3 separate regions of the Mus musculus genome follow, and all the other regions are linked to region 3. A link is a contact called in public Hi-C and HiChIP or PLAC-seq data. All regions are on one chromosome and are shown on one strand. Each heading gives the region's core, a stretch centred on a gene start, on an enhancer-like site or on the middle of the called end of the contact. The rest is flanking DNA. Distances are from core to core; before and after follow the strand shown. Region 1 has its middle 52 kb from the start of Gm39084. Region 2 overlaps Tnrc6a (trinucleotide repeat containing 6a). Region 3 holds the start of Aqp8 (aquaporin 8).

Region 1 (2,700 bases), core at 28-2,527, 420 kb after region 3:
ATACCTAGTCCATTTCAGGCAGCTTGCCCACTGCTTGTAACTGATGGCCTCATATGGTTTCCGCAGGTACCTGCATACATGTGGTGCACACACGTGCACATAAAAATAAAATACATTTTAAAATCTTTAAAATTTTTTTATTTAGGCCTTGGGAGGTGGTTCATTGGGTAAAGTGCTTGCTGAGCATGTATGAGGGGTGGGATGTGGCTCTACAACACCTATGTAATGTCAGGTGCATATGGTAACCTTTGCATAGTCCTACCATCTGGCAGGCAGAGACAGAGGTTCCTCAGAGCAAGCCAGCTAGCTAGACTAGCCAATCAGTGAGCTTTGGGATTGAGAGACTTTGTCTCAGTATGTAAGGTGGTGAATAAGGAAGTGAACGAGGAAGACACCAGATGCTAGCCTCTGGCCTCTGTACACATGCACACACATGTGCGTGCACATCCCCCCACATGTGCACCTGAATGCATGTGAATGCATATGTGTGTGTGTGTTGTGTGTGTATGTGTACATCTGTTTCTACCTACCTTTGTCTTTATCTCTGTGCCTATGTCTGGGCTAATGACAGATCCCATTTTTTTCTATTAAATTAGAATGTATTAACAACTATTTGCTTTTAAATAAGGCAGCAAATGTTTGATGACCCCAACAGTTGGTTCCACACTGACCAAGAAATAATGGTGAGGTTCCATGGAAGACTTAGCTTTTCATTAGCAGCTAAGGACACACCTCACTCCAAAGCTGAAAGGTTAGATGTTTTAACTAGGCAGGTGGCTAGCTGCAAATAAGTTTCTAGTTAATTTTGTTTGGGTTCATCACTGGAAAGACCTTCTTCACATTTCCTGGTATTTTGTACAGCTCTTAAGTACATGCCCTAATACATTAAATAATGTGTCTTTTCTTTACCAAAGAACAAAGAAGCTGAGTGTTTGGAAAGTGTTCACCCGGCTGCCAAAGCCTCCTCCTGCAATGAGTTCAATTTCCTGGTGTCTTATCCTCAGTACTGAATGTCCTATTATGCCAGTCTGTCCCTCCAAGCCGCTGACCACAGCGTGTTGACACACCACTTGAAATCAGAGATAACATTTCTTCCCACCTCTGACAAAGACAAGGGCCAGGCCTGTGATTTCTTTGGCATTGTTAATGCTATACAGAAATTGTAACACCTCTTTCCTTTCGATTATTCTTATGAGTATTGTCCCCACTGGACAGCTAATGTGCGTTGGTGTTGAAAAAGCATGAGTCACACCACCGGGTGCTTCACAGGATACTTGGAAAAGGAACACCCTCTGGGGAGGAGGCAGTGCTAACAATCTTCACCATCGTCAATGCCTGCTTCAAATCAGGCTGCGGACTGTTAACCGAAACCATCTCTAGCAAGCAAAGCACCAGGCAGCTCAGCACTCAGACGTGTCTGTTTCTGAGTAGTGGAGTGAGATCGGGGGATCCGTGTATTTCTGCCCTTTGTTTTTAACACCTATCCACTCCCTGAGCTACCGGTCATGTGGCCTGCTGAGGCCCAGTGAGATGCCAGCAAATTCAGCCATCCAGAGATGCTGTGTGTTGTATATGTATGGTGCGAGCATTTGAGTGTGCATGCCCTTGTGTCTGCATTTGGAGGCCAAAGCAGGGTGTTGGAAGGTCTGTGTGTTCTATTGCTCTGGGTGGTATTGCCTTGAAACAGAATCTCACTGAGCCAGATTGCCATTAGGCCACAGTGGCTTGCCAACAAGTTCTCGGGCTCCCCCCCCCCCCCCCCGACTCTGCCTCTCAGTTCTGAAGTTACAGACACATTCAGCCGTAGCTGGCTTTTTTTTTTTTTTTTTTTTTTTTTTTAAGATTTACCTATTTATTATATGTAAGTACACTGTAGCTGTCTTCAGACACTCCAGAAGAGGGAGTCAGATCTTGTTACAGATGGCTGTGAGCCACCATGTGGTTGCTGGGATTTGAACTCTGGACCTTCGGAAGAACAGTCGGGTGCTCTTACCCACTGAGCCATCTCACCAGCCCCGTAGCTGGCTTTTTAACATGGGTGCTGGGATTCAAAGTCATGCCCTCATGCTTGCAGAGTAAGTGCTCTTGCCCTCCCAGGCATCTCCCCAACCCACCATGCAGAGATTTGAAAAGTGCTTGCATGTCTGTGCCCCTATGCTTTAACAAATGAAGATGTTTCAGCACATGGCCAACATGTGGATTGGAGTTGAACTGTTCAGTTGTCTTAACCAACTCTGCCCCAAAGTGAACTCGGCTAAAACCACATGACCTTTGGGTTTGCAGAGGGCTTTGTGTTAATGAAGGCCCCATGCTTGGTTCAATGCTCTCTGGCCCTCGTCTGGAAAGTCTTAATACTTTTTAGTAAGAGGACCCCATTTTCCCTGTGTGCACTGGGAAACGTGTAAAGCACGTTGCCGGTCCTCCTACATCTGAGCTCTGACTCCTGAGTGAGTCTTGGGATGTCCATCCTTGCCATTCTTCAGACACCAACAAGCACATCCTTGTTCCTTCAGCGGGTTGTGTTGCTTTGCAACACTGTCAAGATATGTAAACTAAATTGACTGTCCTCCCTCAGAAGCCTCTCAATACGCTTCTTCTTCAATATATTTATTTTCATATTTTTGGTTGTGAGCCTAGCCTTTAAAGGCTGAACCATCTCTTCAGCCCAATATTTATTTGTATGTGTGTGTGTGTGTATGT
Region 2 (2,700 bases), core at 179-2,678, 270 kb after region 3:
TGGAGGCACGAATGGATGACCAGGCACTAGTTGAAGGCAGCGTGGTGTTCAAGGATGAGGATGACCCTGCAGAAGAGAGTCAATGAGCAGAGCAGGGCATGGGGTTTAGGAAGCTGCAGGGCCACAGCATCCTCAAGATAGGAGTTGAAAGCATCTGAATTAAAGATAGGGCCCAAGATAGCAGCTTCCTTTCTGCTGACTGGTTCTGCCCTGGCTCAGAATAGGCATTTCCTTCTTGATCCCCTAGAGTGTGCAGTGGCTAGATGAGCCAGGCTCTCCTTGCAGCACTAAAGAGGCTGCTTTTGCTCTAGCTCTTCACTCTGAACAGCAATGACTATGTACTGGCAAGACAGGTCATCAAGGCAGCCCGTCACAGGCAGTACCCAAGAGCCTTCAGCCTTCTCCATATTTGGGCTCTGTAGTTAACATATTCTCTTTAGTCTTGGCCTAGCCCTGACCCTCACCTGGGCACCAGGACAGTCCCTACTGTCCATTCTGCACTCCATTTAGATGCATTGACCCTTCCACTAGAAACTTGTGGTCATAGCTTTCTTTTTAAAATGTTAGCCACTGCCAGTTGTATACTTCATTTACACTTGGAATGTTGACCGGCTTCCCCAGGACAAACAGCCTGCCTGCCTGCCTGCCTGGGATTTCAAGGTTCTCACTGTGAAACGTATGTACTTTCTAAAGGGTTGTCAGGTGAAATAACCCTATGACTACCATGGGGCTGTTTTTTACCATAGGCATATGTGAATATTTTTTCCATTGTTTTGTCCTAGAAGAAAGATTAATAAAAAGTTACTGAAACACTAAAATAATTGATTTTTTTGTATGTGTGTGTAAAATATATTCTCCTTTCTATCCCTTTTAGTAATTTACAAAGAATGTAAAAGGGCTAACAGTCTTTACTGATACACAGCTTATTAAGGTAGCAAGTGTTTGTCATATCATAATGCTAAGTGAAGAATCGTGTCATTCTGAAATGGCAGAATCTACCAAAGAGCTACGTAGAGGCCATGAAAGCCAATTCAGCAGAAGATAGTAAGGCACAGGCCAGGCTGAAAAGGAGCTATAGAAAAGTTAGTTGTTTATAGAAACTGGTTCTTTATGGAAAGAATGTTCTGAAAGTCAAAACATTAGATTTTATATTAAAAAAAGAGCTACGACCACAAGTTTCTAATGGAAGGGTCAGTGCATCTAAATGGAGTGCAGAATGGATTGAAGGGGCTGTCCTGTGCCCCTTCACCTGTGAGGTGAAGGTCACCTGCCCAGGTGAGGGTCAGGGCCAGGCCATCCTGACCTGTTATCATCCCACACTGCTGCACAGCATTCTCACACCAGCCCATGCCCCACGTACCACTGTTCCTGTCCCTGAGGTGGTCAACTTCCCGCACAGTATTAATTGAAAGACTGTTTATGACACTGCCAGGAGTGACGTAAGGGTCAGTTTCAGGGTCAATGTTTGGATAACCTTTCCATGGTTCACCAGGGCGAAATTCTGCAAATACAAATTCAAAATCAGTGCACAGCTTTAAAATCCAAATTAAATAGCCACACATTCATCTCTAAACTCTGTGTGACAACACCCTAAAAGGCCAGGCTGGTAACAACATAGTAAGTATTACACACTCCTAATCCATTACTAACTTGCTTATTTACACAACTGAAATAATTGCTCTGAGTTTACATCTTTTCAGCACTGCAGCAACTCAAGCAGGCCAGAGATGCAGCTCTGGTGACCCTCAGTGTCAAATGAGTCCTTGACACAGTCTCTCCTCTGACACAGTCTCTCCTCTGACACAGTCTCTCCTCTGACACAGTCTCTCCTCTGACACAGTCTCTCCTCTGACAGACACAGTCTCTCCTCTGACAGACACAGTCTCTCCTCTGACAGACACAGTCTCTCCTCTGACAGACACAGTCTCTCCTCTGACACAGTCTCTCCAAGAGACTCTTCACACCAGTGGTGAGTTCATCCACCATCACTGTGTGGAACAGAAAACTGGAGCATGCAGCCAATGCCCCAAGTTCAAGCTCGCCTCTCCACTGCATCACATCAGCGCTTCTGATCACAGAACCCTGTTAAGCTATGGCTGAGACCAGACATGGAGAGGCTGTAAGCATCTTACCTGGTGGCCAGTTAACACTGCTAGAGCCGTTAGGCGATTTGGCACGTGGCCAGCCATCTCCTATTGAACCTGGAGGACTGGCTGGTGAAGTACTGCTATTCATAAAGTCATAGGGAACAAATGGAGACTCTTCCAGCCTAAAACCACTTGAAATAGCACCTAAAAAGAACAATGTGATGGTGAAATAAATGTGAGCCAGCTACAACATCAGCCTCTTCTACAGCAAAGCTTCCCATCAGGGAAATGGACGCCAACCTGCCCAGTACACTCTATGAAGATGCAAGAGAAAAAGCAGTACTCTGCTCCCTGACAGACAGACAGACAGCAAGGATTCTGACACACCACATGAAGACGGGGTGGAAAGAACCAGTGATTCGGGGATTCCTGTTGCTTCTTTTCTCTGTGCCTCTCTGCTTATAACTTCATTCTGATGAAGACAGACCCTTTGCTCAAGTGCCAGATCTCTATCTCTGCTAATTGTTCTCTGTGTGCGAGTGCGAGATTCATACAAGGAAGGCAGAGAGAGTCATTTCCTGGGGCCGTGAGTTGTCCAACACTGGTGCTGGAA
Region 3 (2,700 bases), core at 127-2,626:
CTACCTAGATAGAAGGTCATGTGCCTTTCACCCTGCCCAGAACTCCTGCACCCCCACCCACCCATTTAAAGAGATAATAAACTGTCCATTGTTTCTTCCCAGAGGGCAGTAACTCAATGTCCTCACTCAGATCTGATTTCGAGTGAGATAGAGAACAGCCCTATCCCAGTCCCCCTGTCAGATGACCCAATCGGAATGTCTACCATTACAGCTGGCTCTTCTGGGAAACAGCCCACCTCCCATCAACCCATTCTACTGGGCTCCTACCCAGATAAAAAACCAAGGGATGGTCATTTTTCTGCCTCTAAAAAACAAAACAAAACAAAACACTCTTGTCAGGTTGAAGCCCCTGCACTTTCTGTGCATCGCAGTGGACAAAAACCCGGCGCTTTGCTTTTTCCAATTCACTCCCAAAGAGTAGCAGCAACAGTAGTGAATACTGAGCACCCCACGATCCCATCTCCCCAAGACAATCCCTCGGCTTTGGACACTAAGCCAGACAGCTTGAATTTGACTCCTGGCTCCACCACCTGGTAGCAAATACCTCATCTCAGTGATGTGGACTTTTCTCTTTTGCAAATATAAAACGGGAAATAACAGAACCTATTTCTTAAGTTTGTCACTAGAATCAAATATCTGAATCATGCTCAGTATAGAGCAGAGGCAATAGCTAGCAATGGGTATATGTTGGCTCGAAGCTAACTTTAACATGTAGTAACAGTATGACTCCTATTTAATAGTCTTCACAGACTGCAGAGCTAGATGACCCACCCCCACGTTTGTAAGACCATAAGTGGGTGCCCAAGAATTCCCCAGATTGGCACTAAGCTAATGATGAGGTCTGGTCTCACCTGATGTTCCCCAAGGTAGCAATGATGAGCCCCAAGGCCAGCCCATGAGCCAAGGCAGGCTGCAGGAGCCCAGTATTCGGACTATTCTCAATGACCGATAGACATCCGATGAAGATGAAGAGAGCGGAGCCCACAAGTTCCACTATACATGGTTGTACGTATTGCTCATACCAGAACACACGGCATCTGCCAGCCATGCTGGTCTTCACCTTGACCTCAGGTAGGTCCATACTACACATTGGTGTCTGCCGTAGGGGGAAAAAAAGACAGGAAACATGGGTGGCAGAGGCCCCAAGACAAAAGCCCCCACCCCCAGCCTTGACCAAATCCTTAGTGCCCTTGCCCAGGCAACAGACTCACCTCCCCAGACATCTGCTCAAGAAGATCCGAGCCAGAGCTACCAGGAGCTTCGCCGGCTGCCCTAGATTGTACTCACTTATCTCTAGGTCACAGACTGGAGGTAGAGTCTAGCGGACTCTGCGCTTTTAAAGGACTGGGGACATTCACCAAAGGTGTCCAGAAAGCAATAAAGCCCGAATGGGAGGTGGCCCAGAAGAGTCAACTTTTTTTTTCTAATCTCAACAGGGCAAGGGCCACGTGGGATCAATGATTGCTGGGCTTAGTGCCAGCAACAGGAAAGGCGTGGTTAGCTTGTATCATGTGCATGAGTGCTCAGGCCTGAGGAAGGTCCCAGCAGGAGACACTGCACACTCAGTAACAGCCAGCTCCGCTACCATTGACATTCCACCATCCTCGTGGGTCTCTTTCCCACCCAGGACCTTTTCCACAAATACCCTGATCACCTGACCCAGCGAGTGTGTGAGCTGATGATGGCTGCTGGCTGCCTAAGGCAGTAGGGACAATATGGCACTGTTGTGTATGGTAAAGCTGGTGGACTTTGGAAACCTGGGGATGAGTAGGAGTAGGACCTACGGGCTTACCTACCCAAAGCCAGGGAACCACCAGTGAGATGCACCCCTCTGCTCACACTGCCTGCACTGACACCCCAGCTCAGCTTGTACAAGCCAAGAGCTAACCACGCAATTGAGTGCCACTGAGCTCGAGTCACTTTCACTGTTTCATCGGCAAATGACAGCGACTGAGCTAATGGCATGGCATCCTTACAGGGCTTCAATGAGTGAAGAAATGAAAAGGACTCAAGGTAGCTCCAGATACAGTACAAAAATGCCAGAGTCCATGAACTCAGAATATATGTGTAAGCCCCTCATGGCGTGCGAGTGGCCAGGCCCTGCCCCTGAGGATCTCCAACTGCTATAATCACCACTCAGGTGGCCCAGCTCCGCCCTACAGAGTAAAAAGCCCAAGATCAGGATTTGAAGTCCCACTAATCCCCACCCTGGAAAGTTCTACCCTGGAAAGTTCTGTTCCCCTACCCCTAAGCCCAAAATAAAGCCTGTCTTCTGCTCAGTTCTCTGCCGCTTCTTGTCTGAGCAGAGGTAGCCACCCTCCTGGGTTTTTCCCTTCTAATAAATCTCTTGTATGAAATTTGTCATGCAGAATGGCTTTGTGGTATCCCTTGGCTCCCAACTGCCAGGAAACCTTTCCCTTCAAAGCTATAAAACTTACAGCGGGGGGGGGGGGACACCCCATGAGCTATACCAGTTCCCCTTCCCCACAGACCTGTAATACCCATATAGACACCCACGGGCAAGAGTTCATATGTATTAACGTCCACCAACCTTAGAATGCACACTCGGATGTTACAGTGCCAGCAGCTGGCTAAGAGCCTTGCATACATTGCCTCAGGTTCACCTGGAGAACACTCCATGAGGAGGGTCCAATCTTTACAGCATGCCGCAGAAGAAAAAGCACTTTTTCACGATGACAA

What was found. A called contact is a pair of places that touch in the nucleus more often than the background predicts. HiChIP or PLAC-seq counts read pairs in DNA pulled down with a chosen protein or histone mark.
Region 1: a contact with region 3 is called in an H3K27ac HiChIP or PLAC-seq map of trophoblast stem cells, with 4 times the contacts expected there. The contact joins the enhancer-like site here to the promoter of Aqp8 in region 3. A contact is called at or near these places in 7 of 39 promoter capture datasets (the C10 cell line, the HPC-7 cell line, HPC-7-derived erythroid cells and 3 more), 4 of 15 datasets of contacts at CTCF or cohesin (embryonic stem cells, large pre-B cells and pro-B cells), 40 of 484 Hi-C or Micro-C datasets (the 63-12 cell line, B cells, DN3 thymocytes and 13 more), 6 of 115 datasets of contacts at active chromatin or transcription factors (embryonic stem cells, pancreatic cancer cells, stem cell-derived neural progenitor cells and 1 more) and 5 of 9 other capture datasets (adipose tissue, embryonic stem cells, liver and 2 more).
Region 2: a Hi-C map of liver shows a contact between it and region 3, with 2.3 times the contacts expected there. The contact joins the enhancer-like site here to the promoter of Aqp8 in region 3. A contact is called at or near these places in 9 of 39 promoter capture datasets (the C10 cell line, the HPC-7 cell line, HPC-7-derived erythroid cells and 6 more), 2 of 15 datasets of contacts at CTCF or cohesin (the NIH/3T3 cell line and embryonic stem cells), 15 of 484 Hi-C or Micro-C datasets (the P5424 cell line, bone marrow-derived macrophages, cortical neurons and 7 more), 4 of 115 datasets of contacts at active chromatin or transcription factors (embryonic stem cells, extraembryonic endoderm stem cells, fetal liver and 1 more) and 4 of 9 other capture datasets (adipose tissue, embryonic stem cells, liver and 1 more).

Annotation. Positions count from the first base shown.
Region 1 is chr7:123,045,373-123,048,072 of GRCm38.p6, reverse strand. It overlaps a transcript of Tnrc6a not described here. Among named protein-coding and RNA genes, the nearest start is that of Gm39084, 52 kb to the left of the region's middle. Within about 2 kb of position 1,277, at least 76 of the 459 cell types and tissues checked have an H3K27ac peak or open chromatin away from gene starts, as enhancers often do. A contact at or near this core is called in the HL-1 cell line, pancreatic cancer cells, pancreatic islet and 2 more, where this site is marked.
Region 2 is chr7:123,186,154-123,188,853 of GRCm38.p6, reverse strand. Tnrc6a (trinucleotide repeat containing 6a) reads right to left here. Exons shown (of 24, transcript NM_144925.3): 18 at 2,133-2,291; 19 at 1,361-1,501; 20 at 1-66. Among named protein-coding and RNA genes, the nearest start is that of Slc5a11, 27 kb to the left of the region's middle. Within about 2 kb of position 1,428, at least 14 of the 459 cell types and tissues checked have an H3K27ac peak or open chromatin away from gene starts, as enhancers often do. A contact at or near this core is called in liver, where this site is marked.
Region 3 is chr7:123,460,970-123,463,669 of GRCm38.p6, reverse strand. Aqp8 (aquaporin 8) reads right to left here and starts at 1,376. Exons shown (of 6, transcript NM_001109045.1): 1 at 1,212-1,376; 2 at 852-1,096. The coding sequence starts at 1,223.